2 separate regions of the Sus scrofa genome follow, and region 2 is linked to region 1. A link is a contact called in public HiChIP or PLAC-seq data. All regions are on one chromosome and are shown on one strand. The core of a region is the stretch at or near the end of the contact, and the rest is flanking DNA. Distances in the headings are between cores, read along the strand shown.

Region 1 (5,408 bases), core at 1,986-4,485:
TCATGAGCCCCTCTCCCCAGGCATCCCTCTAGCAGGACAGGTGCTCTGAGGTCCATGGCCTCGGGTGGAATCCCAGCTCCTGCACTCATTAGCTGTGTGTCCTTGGGCCTCTTACCCAGCCTCTCTGTGCCTCAGCTTCCTTCTCTATAAAAAGGGATAAGGATGGTCCCCACATTGCCGGTTTTGTGAGGAAGGAGAGGCCAAGGTTTGTCAGGTACGATGTCGGCACCAGGTCCACTTTTGTTAAATAAACCAAGAAACTGCCTCCGTGGGAAAGTCCCCGAGCTCTCACTCTCGCTCCTGCTCTCCGGGAGCCCCCTCGGGGGGCCCTGGGGCTCGTCCGTGGCCTTGGAGAGGGGCCCTGGGGGTCCAGAGGCAGGGAGGAGCCGGGGCCCCTGGGGGATCCGCCGGGCAGGGCTGCCCCCGGCCTCAGCCCTCAGCAGGCAGCCCCAGCCGTACCCCGTTTGAGGCAGATTAGAGAGAAATCCGAGCGTGTTGGTCCGCGATTGTTCTTGTTCCATTCGTTTACAGCATTTGTTCAAGCGTATTTCTGGCAAGGAAGCTGACAATGAACCAAGGCGCAGGCGGCTGGCGGCGGGGCAGCAGATGAGGACAGCTGCGGGTGCTTTCCTGGTGGGGCCGGAAACCAGGGCTCCGTCTGAGGCGCTTCAAAGAAGGGCCTTTGTCTGGGGCGGCCGAGCCCAGGGCCCCACGAGGGCAGGCAGGCAGGCCAGGGCTCGGCGCAGCCCCTCTCTGGGCCTCAGGCCCCCAAGCTCACAGGGAGGGGACACCAGACACCCATGTGCTTGCTGTGACCCAACTCTCTTTGGGCTCCAGGGACGTGGGGGGTGCTCTCGGGGTGTGGCCTGTGTTCTGCAGCCCTTGGGGTGGAAGGAAAGTCTCCGAATGATGTGGCCCCTCGTTACCCATGAGCTTGTGGGGACCCATGCTGGGCCAGGTGATGGCACCCCATTCTTGGAGGTAACCAAGCCCCAGAGCCGGGCTGCCCTTCTAGCCGCCCAGTGATGGGGACCCCAAGGCTCCCGGAAGGCAGGGAACTGGCCTGAGGCCCCAGTATCTGTGTGTAGAAGGAGGGGCCGGTGAGAGCCACCCTCCCAAGGGCCCCGGGGGGCCACCCCCAGGCCAGAACCCCAAGCACCTGCTTCTTGCCCGTTTGCCGCAGAGTTTTACTCTCTATGCAAACTCATTGAGGAATGAATGCATGAAATGAATGCATGAAGAAACCAATCGATCAAACCACGTTAATCAATACATTGAAAGAGTGACCTGACCATCGTCCCCACTGAAGGATGAAGTGGCAGACCCCAGCCTCCCTGGGGTGTTCACCTAAGGTGAACTCAGGAAGACAGGAGGCGTGGCGGGAGGTGTGGCCGGGAGCAGGTCCCAGGGCTCCAGGAGCCTCCCCAGTCTGTGCTTTCATTGTCCTTGATCCGCTGGGTCAAAGCCTGCCCTCAGGGCCACCGACAGGTCACCTCCTCCTAGAAGCCTTCCCTACTGCCCAAGGGCACAGCCAGATCCTCTGTGCTAAGTGGGAAGTGTCGCCTACTGTGTGTGATTTACAGGGATTTGTGTCCCCATCTTGTCTAAAGAAAGAGGGTTGTGCCCAAATCTTGGAGCCCCTGTCCTGTCCTGAGCTGGCTGTGTGCTCTCAAGGTAGGGGATAGCACAGGAGCTTTCACGGCAGGTCCCCTGAGCCAGGCACCGCTCTCACAGATGCCAGGGCTTCCTTGGCCGCCCAGCACATAGGCAGTAGGATGGATCCCCGTTCACAGAGGAAAAAAAAGGGTCGGAGCGGTCAGACTTCTTGGAGGCCACCCAGAACATGATACAGTTGGGAATCCGACCAGACCCGTGAGGTTCCAGGCCCCTGCGCTCCTCTGTCCTGCTGTCAAGGTCAGCTGGACAGCAGAGCCAACGAGCTGGGAGCCAGGGAGTTCCTGGTGTTGGGACGGGTGGTATTGCTGACCCACTGGACTTCAATAACATTCATTTGACAAATATTTATCCTGGGCGCCAGAGGCACCAGAGGGGTCTCCACCCCTCGCCCCAGGTCCCTGCTGACGAGGTGGGACCCTTGGAGGGGGCTGCGGGGGGCTGCAGGGGCAGGGAGGTGGGGAGGTTTTGGCTGCAGACTCTGGCCTCCTGCAGAGATGTCCCCAGGGGGCGCGGCTGACTCCCGCGGCACCTCTACCAGGTGACCCGGCAGCAGACTGGCTGGCGCCCGCTGCCCAGTCCACACTGCTGACCCCTCCGCCTGCCAGAGCCAATATTTGAGGTCAGGAGGCGAGCTGGCGTCTGCGAGCAGGCCACAGGGCCAGCGGGGTCCCCCTCTCGGGCTGTGTGCTGCCGCTCTGCTCCCTGAAGCTGTCGGGGCTCTCCTGGACCAGCCTGATGGCCACAGGCTGCAGGGAGCCCTCTCTTTAGATTCAGCCTACATCCTCAGCCTCAGTGGGGAGCTCACCAGGACCCCTGCATCAGGGTGGTCCCCTCTGAGATCCCAGAGGCGTCAGGAGCCTCCCCAGGTTCCCCTTTCTTAGCCACCGAGACAGTCCCCCCACCTGACAGATGGGGAAACCGAGGCCTGGGGGGGGGCTCTGCTCAAAGCGACATAGCCCGGGCCTCCCAGGCCACGGTCAGGGCTCACTCTAGGCCTGGAGGACCCCTGGGTCACCTCCGTCGGCTGCCGGGATGTGACCATCACACCCAGTGACTCAGGTGGTGACACAGCTTTGGGAAGAAATGCTCAGACCATCTCAGAGCGGATGCTGGACCAGCCTCGGCCTCCAAGCTCCGCCCGAGTTCGCCCAGCTCCCCAGGGCCCAGCTGCCCACCAGCCCGGAGAAGCATCGGGCCATCCTGTCAAAGGTCCCCGAGGATGAGGAGGGAGGGGACAGTCTGCGGGGCCGGGGGCTGCTCCAGCCCATCCGAGGGGCTTCACAAGCCCCCATGGCGGGTGGGAAGCCTGGGGTCCATGGCCAGGCTCCCCACTCCAGCCAGCCCAGGACCTCTGCAGGCTGTGTCCCCCCCAGGATCTGCATCCCCCCCACCCCCCACCCCCGGCCCTGCCCTGCTGTCCCCACAAGCTGGGAGCCAGGCGGCAGGAAAATGTAAGTGTCAGCACTGCGACGCCGCATTCCTGAGGTCTCCCTCCCGGCCTCAGAGCAGCCGCCTCCGCCTCCGCCTAAGCCGAGAAGCCGCGCTGGTGGGTCCTGGCCCGGCCGGCCGCCTCTGCTCATCCCTGGAACGCCCTCCTGCCAGCCGCTTGGTTTGGCGGCACTGGAGGCCCCGGCCGGGCCAAGGCTTTCAAGTGCGTTCCCAGGGGGCCTCCGAGGCTGCTGCCGCCTCCAGCAGGCTGGGTATTTTGGGGGACGCTCCCTAAGTGAAAACAGGGCAGGAATGCTGGAGGCCGCGCCGGGTCCCCGAGGCTTGGGTGTGGCACTTGGAGCCGGGCAGAGAGGAGGAGAAGAAGCGAGGCCAGCGGAGGAGGGAGAGGGACCAGGCAGGAACCCGTGGGAGCAGTGGGGACGGCGGGGGGAGCGGGGCCACGGCGAGGGAGCGTGAGGGGCAGCCAAGCTGTCCTGAGCGCAGAGATGTCCCCACCACGTCGGCCTCGTCCCTCAGGGGCCACTCACCTCTCTGGGCCTCCCTCGCCCTCTGCGGGATGCGAGGTCGAGACCCACATGGGCGGGGCACTGTCGGCTTTGCCCTCTGTCCTCCCATGCGTGCTGGCCCTGGTGGTCTCCTTGCAGGGTCCCCCTGCACACGGGTCAAGGTGCCAGGCCTCCTGGGCCCCCTAAGGGGGCCTTGTGGCTCAGGGGAGCCAGGGGTGGAATGGAGGTCCAGAGGGAGTGTTAGCAGAGGCCCTCCCGCTCCTGGGCCCCTCCCCCACACAGACAGCCCCACCACCAGCTATGCCCTTGGCCTTCCGAGGTCCCTTCGAGGGTCAGGACAGAAAGGCCTTAGAGATGGAGGTGGGGGAGACTGAGGCTTCAGCCTCTGCCCAGGGCCAGAGTGAGGGTCTTCCCGGGCCCCACCCCCATCAATGCTGCCCCGGTCTCTCCTCGCAGGACGCTCTGCTTGTGAGCGTCACAGAGCCCCGTGCCCGCCCTGACCCGTGTTCCCCTGGCCAAGAGGGCTTTCCCAAGCAGGACCTCTCAGCGCCCCGGGGGCCTGCCTCACGCGGGAGAACCGGGCCTCTAGGGGGGCGGGGAGGAGGATGCATATTGAGATTCAGCGCTTCCTGACCCAAGGCCCGGCCAGCAGGTGCTGGAGCCGCCTGGAACCACAAGCCCGGGCCTTGCAGGCAGCAGCCGGCCACGCGGGAAAGCGGCCGGGCTGCTCCGGCGGCCCCCAAGGTGTGCAGGCACCCACGGCTTCCCCCAGGGCCGCAGGAGGGCACAGAGAAGGGGCTTTTGTCCAACCCTGCAGAAAGCCCGGCATCGGCGTCCTGTGGGCCCACAGGGCCACCCGGGCAGAGGCGGTTAATGAACCCGCCCGAGTGGACCCGAGCACAATGGCACGTTGTGCGGCCTGTCGGGGCGATCACCTCGCTAACCCATCAGGGCTCCGGTGCTGGGAACACACAGCTAACGGGTGTGAACCCGCCGTGGCTGCCACGGGGACGCCGGCCTCTGTTGGGGGAGGTGATCAAGGGGACGTGACCGCCCGCTGACCCTCGAGCAGGCCCCGGGCATCGGAGCACCAGGGGCTCCTCCATCCCCTGTCCTCGGAACGTCCGTTCCGCCCACCAGCCCCACAGCGGGAACTGTTCCAGGGACGTGGCCTTGAGAGAGCAAGGTGGCGCTGGGACCATCTGACCGGTGTGCGGGACCGAAGCCCGGCCAGACCTCTCCACAAACATCAAGACGGGGCGGGTGGCCGCGGCTGTCTCCCTGTCTTGTGGCACCTCAGACAAGGCTCACGTGTAAGTTCCCTATGTAATGCACCTGCCACCTGCCCCTCTAAAGAGCCTGCCGCCTTGGCCCCGCTCCCGGCCTGCCAAGTACGGGGCCAGTTTATAAGCCAGCGCTCCTGGACCCCGAGGAGCCAGGACCTTCTGTCTGAGAACACGGCACCCCTCTGTTGCCAGCTGGTGCAGGGAACCAGCATGAGCTCGGGGGGCACCACCAAGGAAGCCTGGCTGGCTCCGCAGGGCCGGGTCCCCAAGCAGGGACCGCAGGGCGGGAGGCGGAGCCAGCCTTGGGCTCCCAAGCGCCGCCCGCAGCCCCACTTAGCGCCTCCTAGCTTGTGACCTTGAGCTGCCCCAGCACAGCCTCAGTCTTCCGGTCCTCACAGTGGGCCCACGGCCCGCAGCACCTCTCTGCACCCCTGCCAAGGCTTGTGCAGAAAACAGGGGACTCAAAGGACAGAAAATCTTCCGTAAACTC
Region 2 (5,408 bases), core at 1,250-3,749, 140 kb before region 1:
ACTGTGCCCAGCATCCCCGGGGCCACGGGGCAGCAGTTACTGTTGCTGCAGCCACGTTTGCCTGCATGGAGCTCTGACCACCCCCCCACCCCGCCTTGGGGTGTTAGCACCTGCAAGCCTCTTATGCCCTGCCCCCCCACACACACACATACCCCAGACACTAACCTGGCCCAGTGCCTGGTCTAGGGCTGAAGTGGGTGTTCAGTCATTGCTGTGGAACCAATGAATGAAGCAAATTTTTTTTTTTATTAAAATATTTTAGGAGTTCCCATTGTGGCTCAGTGGGTTAAGAACCTGACTAGTATCCATGAGGATGTGGGGTCGATCCCTGGCCTCGCTTAGTGTGTTAAGGATCTGGCGTTGCCATGAGCTATGGTGTCGGTTGCAAATGGCCTTGCTGTGTCTGAGGGGGAGGCCAGCAGCCACAGCTCTGATTTGACCCCATCCCTGGGAACGTCCATGTGCCACAGGTGTGGCTGTAAAAAGAAAAAAAAAATTTTTTTTTAAATTGTGATCAAATACAAACTACATAGATTTTATCATCGTAACCTCTTTTAAGCGCCCAGCTGAGTAGCATTGAAGGACATTCGCTTTGTTTTGCAGCCAATCTCCAGGATTTTTTCCTCTTCCTGAACTGAAATTCTGTCTCCATCCAAAAACAACTGCTCACCACCTACTCTCCCAGCCCCCGACCCCCACCCTCCCACTCGCTGTATCCGTGACCTTGACCCCTTGAGGGGCCTCACATAAGTGGGAGTATGTCACATGCGTCCTTTTGGAGGCACCTGGCCCATTCCACGGCACCGGGGTCCCTCCAGGTCCACCCACGCTGGAGAATGTGTCAGAACGTGTCCTTTCTCTTCGGGGCTGAGTAATATTCCCCAGCGAATGGTTGCTTTCTCTGTGTTCCTTTCTGCTGACCCTGAGATTGTCGGGGTCAGGCGTGAAGTCTTCCTTATCTGCTTGTTCCCAGGCCCTATCTTGGAACTTGGCCCCGAATAAGCCTGACTCAGGATGTATTTACGGAAGAACTGACTGAGGTCCAGATGTCTGGGTCTGGGCCCTGTTTCTGCCACTTGCTGGCTGGGTGGCCTCTGCAGGTGCCTTGTCCTCCTGAGCCCCCACTTCTGCATCTGTGGATGGTGACCCCCTCACAGGGTAGCTGCTGGGGTCAAATGCCATGACCGTCCTTCGAATGGTGGGGTGCGCAGGGGTGGGTGTAGACACTTCCTGATCCGACCCAGCCCCAAGGCCTGACCCCAGCCTGACCCAGCTCCCGCTCGGCAGGGGTCAGGTGCGGTGGCCGTCCTGTGGGTTCAACCTGGCCGCACAGGATACTGTAATTACCACCTGTCTTCTGAGATAAAGCTGCGGGGGGGGGGTCCCCACATTCCGTACCTGGTAATTCCATTGATAAGCCCCCGGGGCCAAGCTGAGACGTCTTACACCCAGGAATGCCGGTGAAAATGATAGCAGCGGGAAAATTGACCCAAACATGCTGCACGCAGGGCGTAATTTCAGATATGTGCTGAGAACTTCTCTGGGGGCTAGAGGCTCTGGGATTCCAACTGACCCTGGCGAGAGGGCGAGAGGGTTGGGAAGTAGGCTTCCTGTAGGTGAGAACACAAAGCTGTGAGGTCAGATGGCAGGGAATAAAACTCAGGTCAGCCTCGAGCTTCTTCGGTGACCTTGGGCACCTCGCTGAACTGCTCTGTGACTCAGTTTCTCCATCTGTAACGTGGGGATATGAATGGCTCCCATCATTCTCTGGGGGGGGTGGATTGAATGCACTGAGGCTGGGGGTGTGCCTGACACATATCAAGTTTCCCAGAGCCTTCTGGCTGTGTCCCTGCCTCTGAGCCTCAGTGTCTCTGTCTGTAAGATGGGGTTGCCCCCCTGCCCACCCCCAGCTGTGGAAGAATGGCTTGCTTCATCCTCTCCCCATCTTAGGTCTGGAGAACTGGCCACGTGGTCTTTCCTGATGGGGGAGCTTCTCAAACGTGCCTCTTCCAAACTGGACTCAACCTGCTCCCCTGAGGTCTGTGTATCTGAGCCTCCACTGGCATCCCCACAGGTGACTCGGGGACAGCACACCTGGCGTGTCCCCCGGGACCTCCAGCCCGCACTGCCCGTGGCCAGCTTCTCACCCAAGCTGGAGGAGACCCACCAAGAAGCCCCCCTCGGAGAATGGCCAGAGTACAGATCTGAGGTTTGAATTTCCGTCGCCCGGCCAGACTAATTCAAGGTCCCACCTGCGACAGAATGGGCCCTGGGAAGGTCGTGCCCTGTGCTGGGGGTTCGACGCCTCCCCCGGGCTCCCCGCACTCGAGATTTCCCAACACGGCCCAGCTCCCGGGACCACCTCCTGGCAGGTGCCACCCTGCCCACATGCCTGTCCTTGGCTCAGAGTCCATCTTCCCTGGAGCTCAGACTCTGCCTGTCGAGCCTGTTGGGCGACTGGCCTTGGCCCGGACCCAGCTGTCCCCGCGTGCACATTCTTCCTTCCCTAGGAATGTCCTGGCTCCAGGTTCCCACAGAGGTGCCCGGCTCGAGGGGAGTGACTCGGAGCTCTGGCTGCTGTGCTGCTGCAGAAAAAGCCATTCTTTTGAACTCGGCTAAGTGAGCCCACGAGCGGGGGCAGAGCTGAGCTGCAGGAATTCCTGGGTCCACAGGCACTCACTCGGGCAAGGCCGCCCTCCCCTGCGGGTCAGCAGAAACACCGATAGAGACCCATTCTAATTAAAGGGACCATTAAGCAGGGGCCTTTAAAACACGGCCATTTCCTTAGGTCCTCTCTTGATACAGATTAATTCCCTGAGGAAGGAGCAGGGTTGGGGGGCGGGGAAGACCCCTTAGAGGGCCCGTTCTTCCCACCCCATCACTCACTCTGCATTTGTCTACAATGTCGTCTCACTGGTCATTTAAGGACTCCCGGGAAACCTCTCCGGGCCTTACCGCAGCAGCTGTTTGATGGGAACGTTGTCCCTCAGCCCCCATCACTCCTGGGGACAGATGACAATCAGGGTAGAACAAGATAGCTGAGACATTGATGCAGCCAGGGGACAGTGCTGGGGAGGCCAGGGCTGCTCTGAGAGGCGTGTGGACCCGCAGGCGTGCCTCCACCCCCCAGGCTGAATCCGCGTATCCTCCGTGTGCCAGGAACTGTCTTGGCCACCAGGTCAGGGCCTAAAACGGGGCTGGCTGGTGCCCTGCTCCACGAGGCCATGATTCCACTCTGCTCGAGATGTTTTGTGACGCACATGGCCTTGCTCTGCCTGCGTTCCTGTGTGTGCGTGTGTGTGTGTGTGTGTGTGTGTGTGTGTGTGTGGTAGAGAGAGAGGTAGGCAGCTACCTCATTCTCCGATTGTACTGGTTTCTACACTCTTGCAACTGTCTTGGCCCAAAGCGGCCACAGCTCCAGAGCTGGAGAGGAGAGTCAGACCCTAGGGGGCTTCATGACAAAGCCGAGTGGCCATCTCATCGAGTACAGAGCCTCAGACCCCAAACATCCCCAAGGATCCGTTGCCTGGGTTACTGGATTGCAAAATCTACCATTGATTCGTTTTGTCTGTCGTGAGTCCAGAAACGGAGGGTGCTGGTCCGTGTGCTCTGCCTGTGCTGACCTGGCTTTAGAATCTCAGACGAAGTCACTTTGGAGGAAAAATCACGAAAGCTCCTGGATGAAGCCATTGAGCTTTATCTCAAGGGCCTGGAGTACCTTGTGACACATCTTAAGATTAAAAACCCACATTGGTCCTGCCCATTGCCCAGGGTCACCTGATGGCCTCAGACAGACAGCGGTGAGGCCCAAACCTCCACGGGCTGAGCCCACAGTCACCAGCTTTAGGGCTGCTACCGTCATCCTCTGGGGCCTTCCCTGTGTCCTATTTGGCTTCCGGCTCATGGTCGGCAAAGCTGGCAGGGAAAGTAGTGCTTTTGGTTAATTAATCAGCCGAGGGGGTCTTGGAAAGAACAGAAGCGGGGGGGTCACAGAAGCAGACGGCTCAAAGGAATGACCTTTGTTGACCCACAGCTAGGCTCTGGTGCGACTGAGTCTGGGGTGAGCATGGTGGTGCTGGAAGCATTTAGGACTGTGGGCATGTCACAGTGGGCCGTAGTGGTGGGTCTCTGGGCACCCACCTCCTTCCACCTGCTCCTCAGAAAGGGCTCTTTGGAGAGCAGCGGCAGGCCAGGAGCCCCGAGGCCTCAGGCCACCTCCACCTCTCCCTCGCTGGCGGCGCTTAGGCCCCTTTGGCCTTAGGTCTCCCTTCTCTAAAATGGGGACACATCAGGACACTACCGGGGCCTATCCTCAGTAGCCAGTAGGTGGCGCTGATGGGCATGAAAGCCTTGGGAGGGGGTGTGGGTGCGGAGGAGCTGCGGGGGCTGGGGGTGGGGCCGCAGCAGGTGTCAATGGGAGGAACCCCAGGAGGGCGCTGCCAGGGCCCCCACGAATGCCTGGGCGGAGGGGCTGGCTGGGGTCAGGCTCGCCCCGCCTTCCGTGGAGCTGCAGACCCTGCCCGGGGCGTCTTAGCAGCGGTCCACAGGCATCCGCAGTTCAGTAAATGGGGCGGGAGGCGGGGGTCGGTAACGACGCCTCTCCTGCGTCACCCCCTGTCTCGCCGTCTCACGGAATGATGTCTCTGTCCTCTCAGGGGTTGTCTGGACGCCCCCTCGACTCTGTCCCGGAGCCTGTCAGAGACACCTTCCACCCCACCACCGTCTCCTACCCCAGACCGTGTGACCGTGGTCGCCTCCTCTCCTGCCCCTTCCAACCCCTTCCACGCAGTGACCGGAAGAAGCTTCTAAAGTGGCAGATAAGGTCCTGTCCCTGCAGGGTCCCTGCCTTGGGATAAAGTGCAAGGTCCTGACAAGGCCCGCAAGGCCCGTTGAGTTCTGGGGTCAGATCTTGGCTCTTGGCTGCAACCCCGCCTCGGGTGGGTCTTAGGTTCGTTTTGCCGCCAGGGTCCAGGCAGACGGGACCGACTGAGCAGGGCCGCCTCTCTCCGCTCTGGGCTTCGCACTGCCCCCTCTTCCCGCCCAGTGGCCTCATGGGGGCGCCGTATGTGTGTATGAGTTACTGCGTGTCAGGGGCGCCGAAGTATGGGAAGTCTTCGAGAATGTTCTGTAGTTATACACTCATGATTATCATTCACGTTGCCCAGGAAGCAATAATGAAGCGAATGAACAAACGGAAGGTGAAGGCATGAATAAAGGCATGAATAAAAGACACCCGGGCCGTGTCACCCCTGGTCCCTGGAGTCTCCAGGATCAATGAAGAAGGAGTCAGACAACCCGGGGTGCCCTGACTCATCTGCAGTTGGGGGGGGTCTTGGGTTGGCTATCTTTCCAACCTGACCTTAACCCTAGGGGATGCAATGGTGGCCAGAGGAAAGCCCCGCCCCCGG

What was found. HiChIP or PLAC-seq counts read pairs in DNA pulled down with a chosen protein or histone mark.
Region 2: a contact with region 1 is called in an H3K27ac HiChIP or PLAC-seq map of skeletal muscle. The contact joins two enhancer-like sites. A contact is called at or near these places in 1 of 47 Hi-C or Micro-C datasets (epiblast stem cells) and 1 of 2 datasets of contacts at active chromatin or transcription factors (skeletal muscle).

Annotation. Positions count from the first base shown.
Region 1 is chr2:3,747,983-3,753,390 of Sscrofa11.1, reverse strand. No RefSeq gene overlaps it. Among named protein-coding and RNA genes, the nearest start is that of CCND1, 120 kb to the right of the region's middle. Within about 2 kb of position 3,235, at least 19 of the 83 cell types and tissues checked have an H3K27ac peak or open chromatin away from gene starts, as enhancers often do. A contact at or near this core is called in skeletal muscle, where this site is marked.
Region 2 is chr2:3,891,607-3,897,014 of Sscrofa11.1, reverse strand. No RefSeq gene overlaps it. Among named protein-coding and RNA genes, the nearest start is that of TPCN2, 210 kb to the left of the region's middle. Within about 2 kb of position 2,499, at least 11 of the 83 cell types and tissues checked have an H3K27ac peak or open chromatin away from gene starts, as enhancers often do. A contact at or near this core is called in skeletal muscle, where this site is marked.